Linked DNA regions of Gossypium hirsutum: all the other regions are linked to region 3. The links are chromatin contacts, called in public Hi-C maps. All regions are on one chromosome and are shown on one strand. Each heading gives the region's core, a stretch centred on a gene start, on an enhancer-like site or on the middle of the called end of the contact. The rest is flanking DNA. Distances are from core to core; before and after follow the strand shown.

Region 1 (4,915 bases), core at 1,843-4,342, 270 kb after region 3:
TTCTCTTTTTAACTCAGTGTTGTGGCATGTACTTAGGTGTCATTATGTGTATAAGATTTTAGATGAAAGTTACTTTGAAACTTGGATTGTTAATGACTATATAAAAGTGTGCATATATGGCATCATGTTGAGGTATATAAATGTTCATATGAATGCCAATATGGAAGTCAATAGAATAGGTAAAATGATGTATATGAATGAATATTTATTTAATGGATAAAATTGATATGTTTGGTTGTGAAATGGTGCCAAAATGTGGCATATTGGCTAGTTGATTTCAAGAATTCAAAAATGAATATTTGTGTATGTTTTGGATTTGTTTTGTGCAGGTTCTAAGTGTGCCTAAGGCACCATTTGAGTACATACTTAGTTTAGGCATAAAAAAAGGAACAAAGTGGGAGTTTTGACACTTTTGGTAATATGGTATCGATACCATGGTAAAGGTATCTATACTTAACATCTTTCATTTTGTTTTGAAACAAATAGAATGCCAAAATAGTATTGATACTGGATTTGATATTGATACTTCTTAATACGAATATCGGTACCATATTCCAAATATCGATACTTGTGTATTTTACCTTAAATTTGGAAACATCGAAGTTAAAATTGGTATATGTACTTGTCCTAGGTAATGATACCTGTTTTCTAATCTTTGAAAGTTTACAAACTAGTCCTTCTGCATGTTCGGGTCCATGAGTAAGCTTTCATAAGCTCAATTGAGAACTTTTAAAGGATCTTAAGGGATTTCTCTTTCCAAGAATTTTGAGTAATCATCGAAATTTATTATTGAAATTAATAAAGTGCAAGTTGCAAACTTATTAAATTAAATGTTTTTAATTTTTTTTCAACAAAAGAACTTTTTGATCATAAAAGGAGGGGGATTAATGATCCATACAAGCCATAAAGGCATAACTAAGCAATGCCAAACAAAAAAAACAAAAAATCATAAAACAAAAGAAAAAAAATAGTCATACAAAGGCATGGAACCAAACATGATCGTAATCTTTTCATGTTGGTAGAGTTTAATACATATGAATGAACATGAAAGTTAGATGACATACTTAAAGCCATGATCTAAATCAACCTTAGCCACCAAAACGACTTGGTGCATTGTCAGTGACATGACATGTTTCCATGGTAGAAATATATAATACATTAAACTCATTGTATTATGAGAACCTTCAACAAAATAGGAAGAAATGTTGGAAACATATTAAAATCCCAAAAAGAAAGAAGAAAAGAAAACCCTTTTCTTTACCAAAACAAAATCTAACCCCTATAAAAAACAACAATAGCTTGGATCCAAAATCAACACTAGAAAATATTCTCCTTACTTCATATTCTTGAGACTCTTAGAAGGAAAATAAAGGAAATCACCAACAATGGAAAGTACTAAAGATGGAAGCTAAAAACAAAACAAAACAAAACACAAGGATGGAAACACCAAAGTTGCAAACATTGAGTATGGAAGGATTGAACGTAAGTGCGGCACAAAAGAAATGCTAAACCTTAAAAAATATTCTATAGAGAACAAGTGTACCGAAAACATTTTTACTTTCAATGTATCATATCCCAAAACTTAAAATATTATACGAGGTTAGCCTAAACTCCAAACTTTCTACAAGTTATTAGGAAGAAAAACACTTTGACAAAGTGAGGAGTTTTATTCCCATTTTCCTATTTTTTCCCAAAGTGAAGCCCTCACCGTCAACTCCCTTTTTAATACATTGCCTCTTTAATAGAGACGTTAGTAGCCAGTGACTACCTGCCACCTCCCTCTATTCCCTTTTTCCTTTTTTCCCCTTCCCCTCCCCTTGGTTTTCTTCTCCTTCCTTACCTCTCCACTTCTCTCATTTATAACATTCTTTCCTTGTCGATCACCCCTCCAACTTCCTTGTTTTCCCTGCTCATTTCCTTCTTTGCTCCTCACCTCCGCCACTACCCTCCTCATCCTTTTCCCTGTTTATTCTCCTTCCCTAGCCTTCTCACATCCATTCTCTCACCGTTTTTGGTCCTTTTTACCTTTTCCTTTCAGTAGAATAATTTTAGGCAACACTTTGTACACCTTTGGCTCTCTCTCTTCTCTCTTTTCTTGAGGGTGATAGTTAAGCTTTCTAGAGGCATTGATGGCTCCTACGATCGAGTCTAAGACTACATGTTTTCCTCAAGTCAAAGTGAGCTCATTCTCTCAAGTTTTTGATGAATCATTTTGTTTACACTTAATTGAGTGAACTATGGCTTAATGAAGCTACATGGAATTTGTTGGGAGAATTAGGATAGGACCATCATCGATAGAAACAACATACCAACTCATAGACTTCGATTTAATGATCGACTAATGTGATTGTTCCGTGATGTTTGTGGTTTAAGGTTAAGTTTTTTTATTTTGGAATAACGTGATTTTGGATCAGCTGTTTTATACTATGTTCTACATATATTCAGCTTAAGGTTTATGTCTTGGGACCATTTCGATGTCCTTTCTTCATTTGTAAACATGTTTAAAAGGAAGAAAAAGTGGCCTTGGCCAAACAATTAAGGCGGCGTCCGCGAGGAGGTCCTTGGTTTGGAGATCAACAGAAAACAAGAGTTGTAAAATTCTTGACTATTGCCAGTGGGTCACTTGATACAAATTTTGACCCAATGAGAGTGAAAAGCATTTTGATAAAACTGTGAAAAGGAAAAGTAGGTGAGTTTATCATGTTATTTTGATAATTGTTTATCAAATTATTTGTTAGCTTTTTTATTATGGATACCTCAAGCTTCTAAAACAGTTTCAAACCCCCTCCATCCCTCCAATTTCTTTTGTAATAACAGAAAAACTCTATTCCATTCTGATGGCCACTTTGGTCGTCGATCCAAACAGCGGCTTTTGCTCCAAAACCATGACGTTCCACAGCCTCCGATCTCCCGTTTCACTCCCACCCCAATCCGCACCCATTTCATCTATCGACTTCTTCTTCTCTATGCTCCAGTCCTCCCCACCCTCCCCCACCGCCGTCGTTCTCATTGACGCCACCACGCGCCGCCGTATTCTCCACACCGAACTTATCTTCTGATTCGAAAACCTAGTCACCTACCTCCGCACCCACTTTGGCCTCTCTAAAGGCGATTGTGCTGTCGTTTTCACCCCTAACAATATCTTCACTCCGATTCTTTACTTGTCTCTCTTATCTATCGGCGTTGTTATCTCGCCCGTCAATCCCGCCGCCACTGTCCCCGAGATTCATCACCTAATCCGACATTCCAAACCTGTCATAGCTTTCGCCTCGTCGGATTCAGCTCACAAAATCCCTTTGCTCAAACACGGAGTCGTTGCTATTGACTATGTTGAATTCGAGTCGTTAATGGAAAGCCCAAGTGAAAAAACTGAAAACAGAGGAATCAAAGTGAACCAGTCTGATGTAGCCACGATTCTCTATTCGTCCGGCACAACCGGTGGGATCAAAGGAGTTGCATTGACTCACCGTAACTTGACAGCGGTGATTGCCGGAGGAATGCGTCCGGTGGGGAGTTCCCCGACGGTTGTCCTTTGTACGGTTCCATTATTTCATGTGTATGGACTAGTACTCAGTTTGAGGTCCATGGTTTCGGGCGACTGCATGGTGATAACGGGAGGAAGTCGCTCATTTGATCTGAGAAATATGTATGGAGTTATCTCTGAGTATAGGGTTAGCCACTTGGCTTTGGCTCCACCGTTGATTGTAAAGATGGTGAACGATACTGCGATAATGGATGGCTATGATTTGAGCTCGCTTGAAGCTATCCTCTGCGGCGGCGCTCATTTGAGTAAGAGCATGATCCAAAGGCTGAGAAAACGGTTGCCCAAAGTTAAGCTGGCGCAGGTAACACTTAATTACAGTGCTAATTGACCAATCAACAAAATTGGCTTTGATTTGATAAATGAAGTTTTCAATATTTGTTATGAAGGCATATGGGCTAACTGAAACAACGGGGCGAGTGTTTAGCACAATGGTTCCCGATGAAACCCAAGTAGAAGGTGCGACAGGGAAGCTTTTGCCAAATTGTGAAGCCAAAATCGTGGATCCTGAAACTGGTGCTGCTTTGCCACCTGCAAAGCCTGGAGAGCTTTGGGTTAGGGGACCTCTCGTAATGAAGGGTAATCACTGATTTCTGTACATTGATTAACTGGCAAGAGAGTAAGTGGCCACTGTTGTTTGTTGTTGTTGATTGCTCTGTTTTACAATTTTGTTTTGGGGGTGGTTCAGGATACGTTGATAATGAGGAGGCAACTGTTGGGACTTTGGATTCAGATGGATGGTTAAGAACTGGCGATCTTTGCTACATTAATAATGAAGGTTTCCTGTTTTTCGTAGATAGGATAAAGGAGTTGATCAAATACAAAGGCTACCAGGTTGGCTCTAAATCTAAGCTTTGTTAAAAAGTATGGTGCCCCTCAAGAACTAAAAGCTTATTTTATTATGGTTTTTAAAGTTGGTTTCTTAATCAAACAGGTTGCCCCAGCTGAATTAGAACATCTGCTTAATTCCCATCCAGATGTCGTCGAGTCTGCAGTTGTTCCGTATGTCACTTTTACTTCTCTTTATTCTCATTTAACGTTCCAAATGGATTAGTCTATAATAATTCAAGAGCAATTTAGTCCTTGTATATTTAATATATTTTAACGTTTAATGCTTCAAAATTATGCGAAGAAAGACTAAATTGCTCACTAAACCTATAGCCCCTTCCAAGTACACCAGTATCAGATAGATGTTGTATTGGAGTAAATGCTTGGTTAAACCTGCCAAGTGCTTACTTTTGACACTCTCAACAGGTTTTCAGATGAGGAAGCAGGCCAGGTACCAGTGGCCTTCGTGGTTAGACAATCAGGGAGCAACATTGATGAATCAAAACTCAAGCATTTTGTTGCCCAACAGGCATGCGTTGCTTCTAA
Region 2 (4,484 bases), core at 1,363-3,862, 290 kb after region 3:
CTTTAGGCGTACAGACATCCCCCCAAGCCAGAATCTTTCATTTTTTGAATCTCTTTCACCCATTTAAATTTAAACAAACGAAAAATTTTGTCACAAAAACTAAAAATTTAGATGTCTGCATGACGTAACAAAAAATGGTTAGCGACAGAGTTTAACAATCTGAGCACTGAAGCATGTAAAATCAGAACTATTGCCTACTGGGCTATTTGGTACAATCGCAACAAGATACATCATGAAGGAGTACGAGAACAAATAAATGAAGTAGTAGGGTTTGTCAATGCTTTTTGTGCAGAAATAGCTTTTATGGGGTATATATCAAAGAATGCGCAGGAAGCTAACAGTTATGAATGGAAACCACCGGAGAATGATACTATAAAAATTAATTTTGACGCTTCGTTCAATCAACATTTGAGAATATCTTGTTCAGGAATCATAGCACGAAATAAAGAAGGTTTGGTGATGGCAGCATGTACCTTTCCATGGGAGAATATCGCAGATCCGGTTATGGTCGAGGCAAGGGCGTGTTTGCAGGCCATTACTATGGCAGAGGAAATGGGTTTCCAGGATATTTGTGTTGAAGGAGATACGTTAACCATAATACACAAATTAAACTCTGTAGAAGAAGATAAATCTGAAATTAGTAGTCTAATTAAAGAAATCAAAGGGAGAATCCCCAAATTTAGAAGAATGAGTTTTAAGTACATACCAAGGGAAGCCAACAAAGCGGCTCACGGGATGGCAATAGAAGGATGTCGGCATGAAAACCCCCAATACTAAATAGAGGAGGTCCTGTACGCGGTGGAAGGGCTGGTGAATCGCGCTAAGAGAAGCGACGGAGACGAAGGATAGATGGAAAAATAGAGTCCGGACTTTGCGACATTTTTTCTGCCCAATGAACTCGTGATCTTGACCAAGAATAAGGCTTCAAAGATTTGATTTTGGGTGATAATCGATCTCTTTGAGTAGCTGATACACAATTCAAACGACAGAGAAGAAGAGTTTCCAGGCCCGAGTTTCTTTGAGTTTTGACGTTTCATTTCATTTTCTTGTGTTTTAATGAACAGTTTATTTTACTTTCTTTTTTTTCTCTATTTGATGATTTTCAATGCACCGTTTTGGTGCCTTACAGGAAAAAGACAGCTGTAGGTTGCTTTATTAATGCTTGTAACCATAATAATTACTTCTTTCATTAATAAAAGTATCAGTTGAAGTTCAAAAAAAAAAAACTTTCTAAACACTAGAGAGGTGATTTTTCAAAATTCATTATAATCTTATTTTATTTAAAACACATTATCACGCCATAAGATTAAAAGAAAACATAAATTTCAAATATAATTTGGATTTAACTTATTAAAAATATTTATATACTTTTTTATGAGTCTAATAACATTCATATTGCATATTTTTATATTATTTATTTTAATATCATTGTTATATTTTAATTACTTTCTAATTTATAAAATTCCAATAATATATTTTTTATTTAAAAAATTACATAAACAAAATAATCACAATTACTAACCTTTTGAAATGATACATCTTAAAACACTAATATATTAAAATTCTCCAAATTTTCTCAAGGAATAAAAAATTTAATTTTTAAAAGTAAACAATTAATTTTTGGTAATATCAACAAGTCCCTTAAAGTTTATATGTATATATATATTTATCAATTTTACTCTCTTTTTTTCTAATTAAATTTGATCCTCAACTTAAAAAAAAAAGTTAAATTTTATCATCATCCTTTCAAAAAAGAGATGAATTGATATTTTTTAATGAAAATACTAACTAAAATTTAAAATGTTAAACATGACAGCCTACATTGCAATCCACGCCTACTTTATACTATTTTTTAAATTTTCTTAAACTTTTTATAATTTTTTCGGATAAATATCAAAACTATACATGAACTTTTATCCAATGTGTAATGTCATACGAACATCAATTTTATGCGATTTTATATATGAAATTTTAATTTAATTCAATTTTTACAAATCACTGATAATATTATTGAATTAGTATCATTTTACGTTAATATATTGTATATACAAATAATTATATTATTCTAATATGAAAATAAATGTATGTATCTATTTTTTAAATGTGGACATTTGAATTATAATCAAAGTTTTATGTATGCATATGAACTACAATTCAAGTTTCGTGTGTATAATTATACCAAATTAAAGATCAAGTATCAAATTGCATATTGGATCAAAGTGCATGTATAAAATTGATATTTATCGTTAATTATTTATTTTATTTTTGATTGTTTTAAATTTTTTAATATTTTTAATATTTTTAAATTATTTATTTACGTGACATATAAAATAAATAATGTCATGTTAATATGAAAAATATATAAACGATCACGTGGGTGACTATGCGAGCATGATTAAAAATTTAATATTTTAAATAATATTTCTTTAAAAATTTTATTTAATTTTTTTAACTAAAGGCATATTTAATAAATTTATTAAAAATTTTCATTTATATTTAATATTTTAAATATAAATGTAAATGTAAATGTAAATGTTAATTGCTAAATTGTGTTAAGAAAAACTCGTCTTCAGCAGCGCAAATATTTAATGCAACAGTAGACGTGGCAAATTAATCATATCCGTTGAATGGTGGCCCAAATAACATCCACGACATCACAACGTATCACCGATAGCCATCACAAACACTCTAAGAAATATTGGCCGTTAGATCACTTACCACCCCCTTTCAATCAACATTTTTTATTTTGCACCATCAATCTCCGTTGCTTAGATACCGTAGCCAATCATTCCCCATCTTCAAATTCCCTATTCCCTTTTCCTCCGCCCTTGTTTCTGAATTTTGCAGTCGAGCCGAATCGCAACAATCAAGGATCATCCGCGAAATTTCACTCTATGGTACGCCCCTTTCCTTACTCTTTCACTTGCCTCGGGTTTCTCGTCGATTCATTTCGTTGTTTGATCGTGAAATGTTGTTTCGCGTTTAGTTATAGATCCAAGCAATTGAATTTTTTCCTTCATCTTCTGTTTAGATGCGATTAGCTAGTGGAAAATGAGCGCACAGAAGAAAAGGTTTTAGTTTTAATTTTCTAGAAACTTAGCTTACTGAAGATGGATTGTTTGTTTTAGGGTTATGAAACTAATTTTAGTTAGTGTAGATTTTAATATCTCCTTGTCCATTCGCATACCTTACCAAAAAGGAATGAAGAATGTTGTTTGTTGCTTCAAATTTGGATAAATTGGATGTGGCTCATATTTTGGCCCAAGGAATTAATTTCTACATTTAGGGGTGTTTGGTGATTTCCCATGTTATGATTTTAAAATGTGATTGTGATAACATTATTGCTGTGCAAGTTATTTTATAACATGATATACAGTTAAAATCATGGAAAGTTATATTAAGACGTTTGTTAAATTCAATGCTTTTTCTGAGAACATAATGTTATTTTAACTAAATTATCCTTAAAATAAAAGATGTATTTTAATATTTTTCTGAGAATATAGATATTTACCCTGTGATAGCACACATATATGACATGTTAAAAAGGGAAAAAATAATATGCAGAGTAGAATTTGTAGATTGAGAATAAAACTAGAAAAAAACACTTACTTTGGAACGATGAATTGAAATTGTAGAGACTAGAGAACGAAAGAACAAGCATCAGTTATGTTTTTCTTTTTTTACGATGAACTAGTTAATACCCTAAACACAAATAAAAGAAAGGCTAATTTTGTTCTAGTGATTTTTTTTATTACTTTCCATCTAGATGGAAAAGTAACTCTCCTACTAATTATCAAGGGAATGACTTCACATTACTTGTGAGAAATTAACTCCCAAGGGAATGTTACATTCCAATGAAAGAAGCAATTTTTGCTTACCAAACATTGGAATCACATTCCAACCAATTAAATTCCTTAAAAAGTGATAACTTTCTTAATTCTCAGAAAGATGGTTTTAGTTCAATTCAGAGAGAAGTCAGACTTGAGACTTCAAAATTGATGGACTGATTAATTTGCATAATCAAAGTTCATGATCTTTTCTTATTTTCTTTCCGTTATTTTGGTTGCCACTAGCTGCTCTGGTTGCATTATTGACATCCAAATCCCCCTCATTGTTCACTTGGACCCTTTTTATAGGTTTTACCGATGTCAGTTGCTTCATTCAAACATGTGTGTTACTTCAAATTTGCTATTATTTTCTTCTTGAGTGTTTTCGAGCATTTGTTAGATTTATTGCTGATAATTAGATCATTTCATGGAAGCTAAAAAAGTTGATTAGTTATGTTCCAATATCTTTGGGAAAAATGTTTAATGAGAAAGAATAAAGAAATGGTTGTTCTTTCTTTGCATAGGCACCCATAAAGGGCATTCTTTCCTTGCAAAGGGCAGCTTTGTTAAGAGCTTGCGGTGAAAGGTGGAAACTAGGCACTAGATCATTTAGTACTCAAGGAGCAACAACTGCTGGTGCTCCACAGGCACCTCCTC
Region 3 (4,376 bases), core at 1,453-3,952:
TATGAACCCTCGAGGCCTAAATCATGTATTATAAATGAATAGGGACTTATTCAAGTACTCCGAAAATTTTTCGTAATATAATAATAATAATTATTTTTTAAAAAAAATTTAATATAACCCCTTTAGAAACATCTAACCTTCCCTGCAATTTCAAATTTGCAACTAACTCAACACAACAACAACTCAACAAATACAAACTTCATCCAAATCATATTCGTCTTATAACAATATCACTAATCCTTATTTTATCTAACATTGTATCCATTCATACTTTCAAGTAGTATTTAAACATCTTAATTAATTTCCATTCATATCATATATCAACTTATATTAACTTAACTAATATATTCATGAGTTGAAACAAAACATACTCACATCAGCTCCTATACATGCCATATAAACCATTTAAAATATTTATAACAAATCTACCTGAAAATCGAGATAGTGTGACTTGAGTGTGATGATCCGATCCTCTGACCCTCCCGTTAATCTACAAAGAGCAATAAACATTACAGGTAAGCTAACTATAGCTTAGTAAGTTCGTCGACTTAAACCATAAACCTTACCAATATTAGTTTCAAAAATTCAAATCATATGGACATTTCAAGTAAGTTACTTTCATCCTGTAAATCATAATCTCATTTTAAAAATAATTTACTTAATTGAGCTCAAAAATAATGATAACATTATTTACATTTCTTTTTCCACACGTTACAATTACGGCTTACTGACTTGTCAATTTAAGGAATGACTTACAGATTTGAGTACATTGTGATCTGAAACCCGAAATCTAACTGAAGCACAAAAGTGCTAACGGAAGCCCGAAGGCTAACTGAAGCACATAAGTGCTAAACGGAAGCCCGAAGGCTAACTGAAGCTCATCAGAGCTGAACTGAAACCCCAAAAGGGTTAACTGAAACTCATATGAGTTAACGGAAGCTCGTAAGAGGTAAACAGAAAGCAAACACGAGAGTTCGCAACAAATGCTAAATCTCGGTTTACTTGGGTAATTTACTGTCAATTCATCTTTTTCACCGAACGATCGTACTCATTTCCTGCGTTCCGTTCCTTCGAATTACTCAGTTCAATTTCGTAACTGCAAATTGTTCCGGGTAAATTCGTACCGTTAAATTATTAAATTTCAATGTTATTTTATGAATGGTGATTAATATTTATGTATGTTAATTTTTGAAAATAATTAAATCATGTACAAAAGTTACGAAATTGAACTGAGTAATTCGAAGGAACGGAACGCAGGAAATGAGTACGATCGTTCGGTGAAAAAGATGAATTGACGGTAAATTACCCAAGTAAACCGAGATTCAGCATTTGTTGCGAACTCTCGTGTTTGCTTTCTGTTTACCTCTTACGAGCTTCCGTTAACTCATATGAGTTTCAGTTAACCCTTTTGGGGTTTCAGTTCAGCTCTGATGAGCTTCAGTTAGCCTTCGGGCTTCCGTTTAGCACTTATGTGCTTCAGTTAGCCTTCGGGCTTCCGTTAGCACTTTTGTGCTTCAGTTAGATTTCGGGTTTCAGATCACGATGTACTCAAATCCGTAAGTCGTTCCTTAAATTTACAAGTCAGTAAGTCGTAATTGTAACGTGTGGAAAAAGAAATGTAAATAATGTTATCATTATTTTTGAGCTCAATTAAGTAAATTATTTTTAAAATGAGATTATGATTTATAGGATGAAAGTAACTTACTTGAAATGTCCATATGATTTGAATTTTTGAAACTAATATTGGTAAGGTTTATGGTTTAAGCCGACGAACTTACTAAGCTATAGTTAGCTTACTTGTAATGTTTATTGCTCTTTGTAGATTAACGGAAGGGTTAGAGGATCGGATCATCACACTCAAGTCACACTATCTCGATTTTCCGGTAGATTTTGTTATAAATACTTTAAATGGTTTATATGGCATGTATAGGAGCTGATGTGACTATGTTTTGTATCAACTCATGAATATATTAGTTAAGTTAATATAAGTTGATATATGATATGAATGGAAATTAATTAAGATGTTTAAATACTACTTGAAAGTATGAATGGATATAATGTTAGATAAAATAAGGATTAGTGATATTATTATAAGACGAATATGATTTGGATGAAGATTGTATTTGTTGAGTTATTGTTGTGTTGAGTTAGTTGCAAATTTGAAATTGCAGGGAAGGTTAGATGTTTCTAAAGGGGTTATATTGAATTTTTTAAAAAAAAAATAATTATTATTATATTACGAAAAATTTTCGGAGTACTTGAATAAGTCCCTATTCATTTATAATACATGATTTAGGCCTCGAGGGTTCATAAAAGAGACTTAATGATTTAATTTTAATATATTTGTTGTTTATTCATAAAATTATTTGTAAATTAACTAATATGTTCGGTAACGCCTCGTAATCTTATTCCGACGACGGTTTGGGATTAGGGGGTGTTACAATATCGATACATTTTCTATTATATCGATTATACAAGCTTTAATCCTGATCCAAATCTAACTTTAACATTTATAATTTGAATTAAACTTAAACAAAATTTTAAATCCACTTTCTAAGTTGGACTAGACCTAAACTTATTGATTGAGCGTAAAATTTTATTAAGACTCGCTCGTACTCGACCCTACCCCATGTAGAGAATCGCAAAGGGCGAACGAAAGTAAAAGAGACAAAAACGATGAATAAAATATTATATTATACAAATAATACACTCACTGCCCAAGCTTTAACTCCACGCTCTCCTCCTCGTCTTCTATCTTTCTCTGCTATAATTCCTATCAAAATACATAAAATAATAAAAGCACGTCAAAATTAAATCCCATCCGCCATGAATTCCCTCTTCCTTCTCCTTGTCAAAACCCTCACTTTTTTCAACTCCTAAAAGCCTAAACCGTGCAAAAAAGAACCAAACCCATTTCTTAATCGGATCCAAAACCCCATGTACTTATCGGAGAAACCCCGTTCCATAGATTTGTACAAGGAGGAAGGTCCTGCTACCGCCAGTGACATGATCATCGAGGTCACTACCAATGGGGATTTGCCACCTCACCACCACCACCACCACCACCCCCCTCCTCAGCAGCAGCAAATTATCTTAGGTGAAAGCAGCTGCGAAGACCCAGAAGTCAAAGCCCCCAAGAAACGAGCCGAGACCTGGGTTCAAGACGAAACTCGAAGCCTTATCGCCATTCGGAGGGAAATGGATGGCCTTTTCAATACTTCGAAATCCAACAAGCACTTGTGGGAGCAGATATCGGCTAAAATGAGAGAGAAAGGGTTCGATCGATCCCCAACTATGTGTACAGACAAATGGAGGAACTTGTTGAAGGAGTTTAAAAAAGCTAAGCATCAAGATAGAGGGAGTGGGTCTGCTAAGATGTCTTACTATAAGGAAATTGAAGAGATTTTAAGGGAGAGAACGAAGAATGCTTATAAGAGTCCAACTCCTCCTCCTAAGGTTGATTCTTATATGCATTTCGCTGACAAGGGTATATGCTATATTTTATTTATCACCCTTTTTTTTTTTTAAAATTTGCATTTGACAAGTGGAGTTTATATTAAATTGTTGTTATTCCATAATTGAATGATGGTTTTGCGGACTTCCTCTTTAAAAGGCTTTATTTGGATTCAAGAATCTGTTTTTGGGTGATATGGCATTAATGCGTTTCCACTGTATATACTGATGTCTAAGCTTTATACCATCAGAATTTTTTGTTAATTGCTGCTAGAATTTTTAAAGTTGAATGACTTTTGCTCTGTCCATCTTTTCTTGAAGTGTCAGACGTATATCCGGATATTGCTATCAAAATATGATGCTAGTCCTCAAATACGTGGAAACCTTAGAAAAGAACTAATCATACCCGTACTAGACATTCCCACCTTCGGACTCCGAGTAACTTAGCTTAAGATGGTAGTATAAACTGCAGTTGAAGAAAGAAATAGGTTTGGTTCTTTAACCGTACGAGTTCCTTTGACTGGAAATGACTTGACAGTCTTCCTCTTTCTCCTGTTACTTTTTTATGATTTTATTGTGTGCTTTGAAGAAGGTGGGTTTGCCTTCATGTATCCTCATGAAAATTAGAACTTGCACAATGGCAGCTTTTAAATGATATTTTTGTTAGAGCTTAGACAGGTAAATTTCAACGTTGATTAAATGTACTTTTGAAGCAAGGGGTCATGCATTGAAAAATAATGAGGGGCTCAATTAAAATTTTGAATACCACCTTTTTAATAAGAGTAGGGAAGTATTATGTTGCTATTTGCAAATTTTATTTTCGAAGAGGCAAAGAGAGAGTCATCTATTTATGGTGTTTTGATTTCCTCTCTGTTGTCTTATCTGGTTTACTCTATTGTTCTGTACCTCTTGGCTGCTTTTAC

What was found. A called contact is a pair of places that touch in the nucleus more often than the background predicts.
Region 1: a contact with region 3 is called in a Hi-C map of leaf, with 2.6 times the contacts expected there. The contact joins the enhancer-like site here to the promoter of LOC107928694 in region 3. A contact is called at or near these places in 5 of 34 Hi-C or Micro-C datasets (leaf and petal).
Region 2: a contact with region 3 is called in a Hi-C map of leaf, with 2.0 times the contacts expected there. The contact joins the promoter of LOC107928685 here to the promoter of LOC107928694 in region 3.

The regions. Positions count from the first base shown.
Region 1 is chrA12:90,964,874-90,969,788 of Gossypium_hirsutum_v2.1, forward strand. It overlaps the pseudogene LOC107928658. Among protein-coding and RNA genes, the nearest start is that of LOC107928708, 23 kb to the right of the region's middle. Within about 2 kb of position 3,093, at least 6 of the 9 cell types and tissues checked have an H3K27ac peak or open chromatin away from gene starts, as enhancers often do.
Region 2 is chrA12:90,989,228-90,993,711 of Gossypium_hirsutum_v2.1, forward strand. LOC107928685 (NADH dehydrogenase [ubiquinone] flavoprotein 1, mitochondrial) reads left to right here and starts at 2,613. Exons shown (of 3, transcript XM_016859935.2): 1 at 2,613-2,897; 2 at 4,352-4,484. The coding sequence starts at 2,628. LOC107928708 (a long non-coding RNA gene) reads right to left here and starts at 1,130. Exons shown (of 2, transcript XR_001692681.2): 1 at 707-1,130; 2 at 1-613.
Region 3 is chrA12:90,696,230-90,700,605 of Gossypium_hirsutum_v2.1, forward strand. LOC107928694 (trihelix transcription factor GT-1) reads left to right here and starts at 2,703. Exons shown (of 4, transcript XM_041083057.1): 1 at 2,703-3,487. The coding sequence starts at 2,938.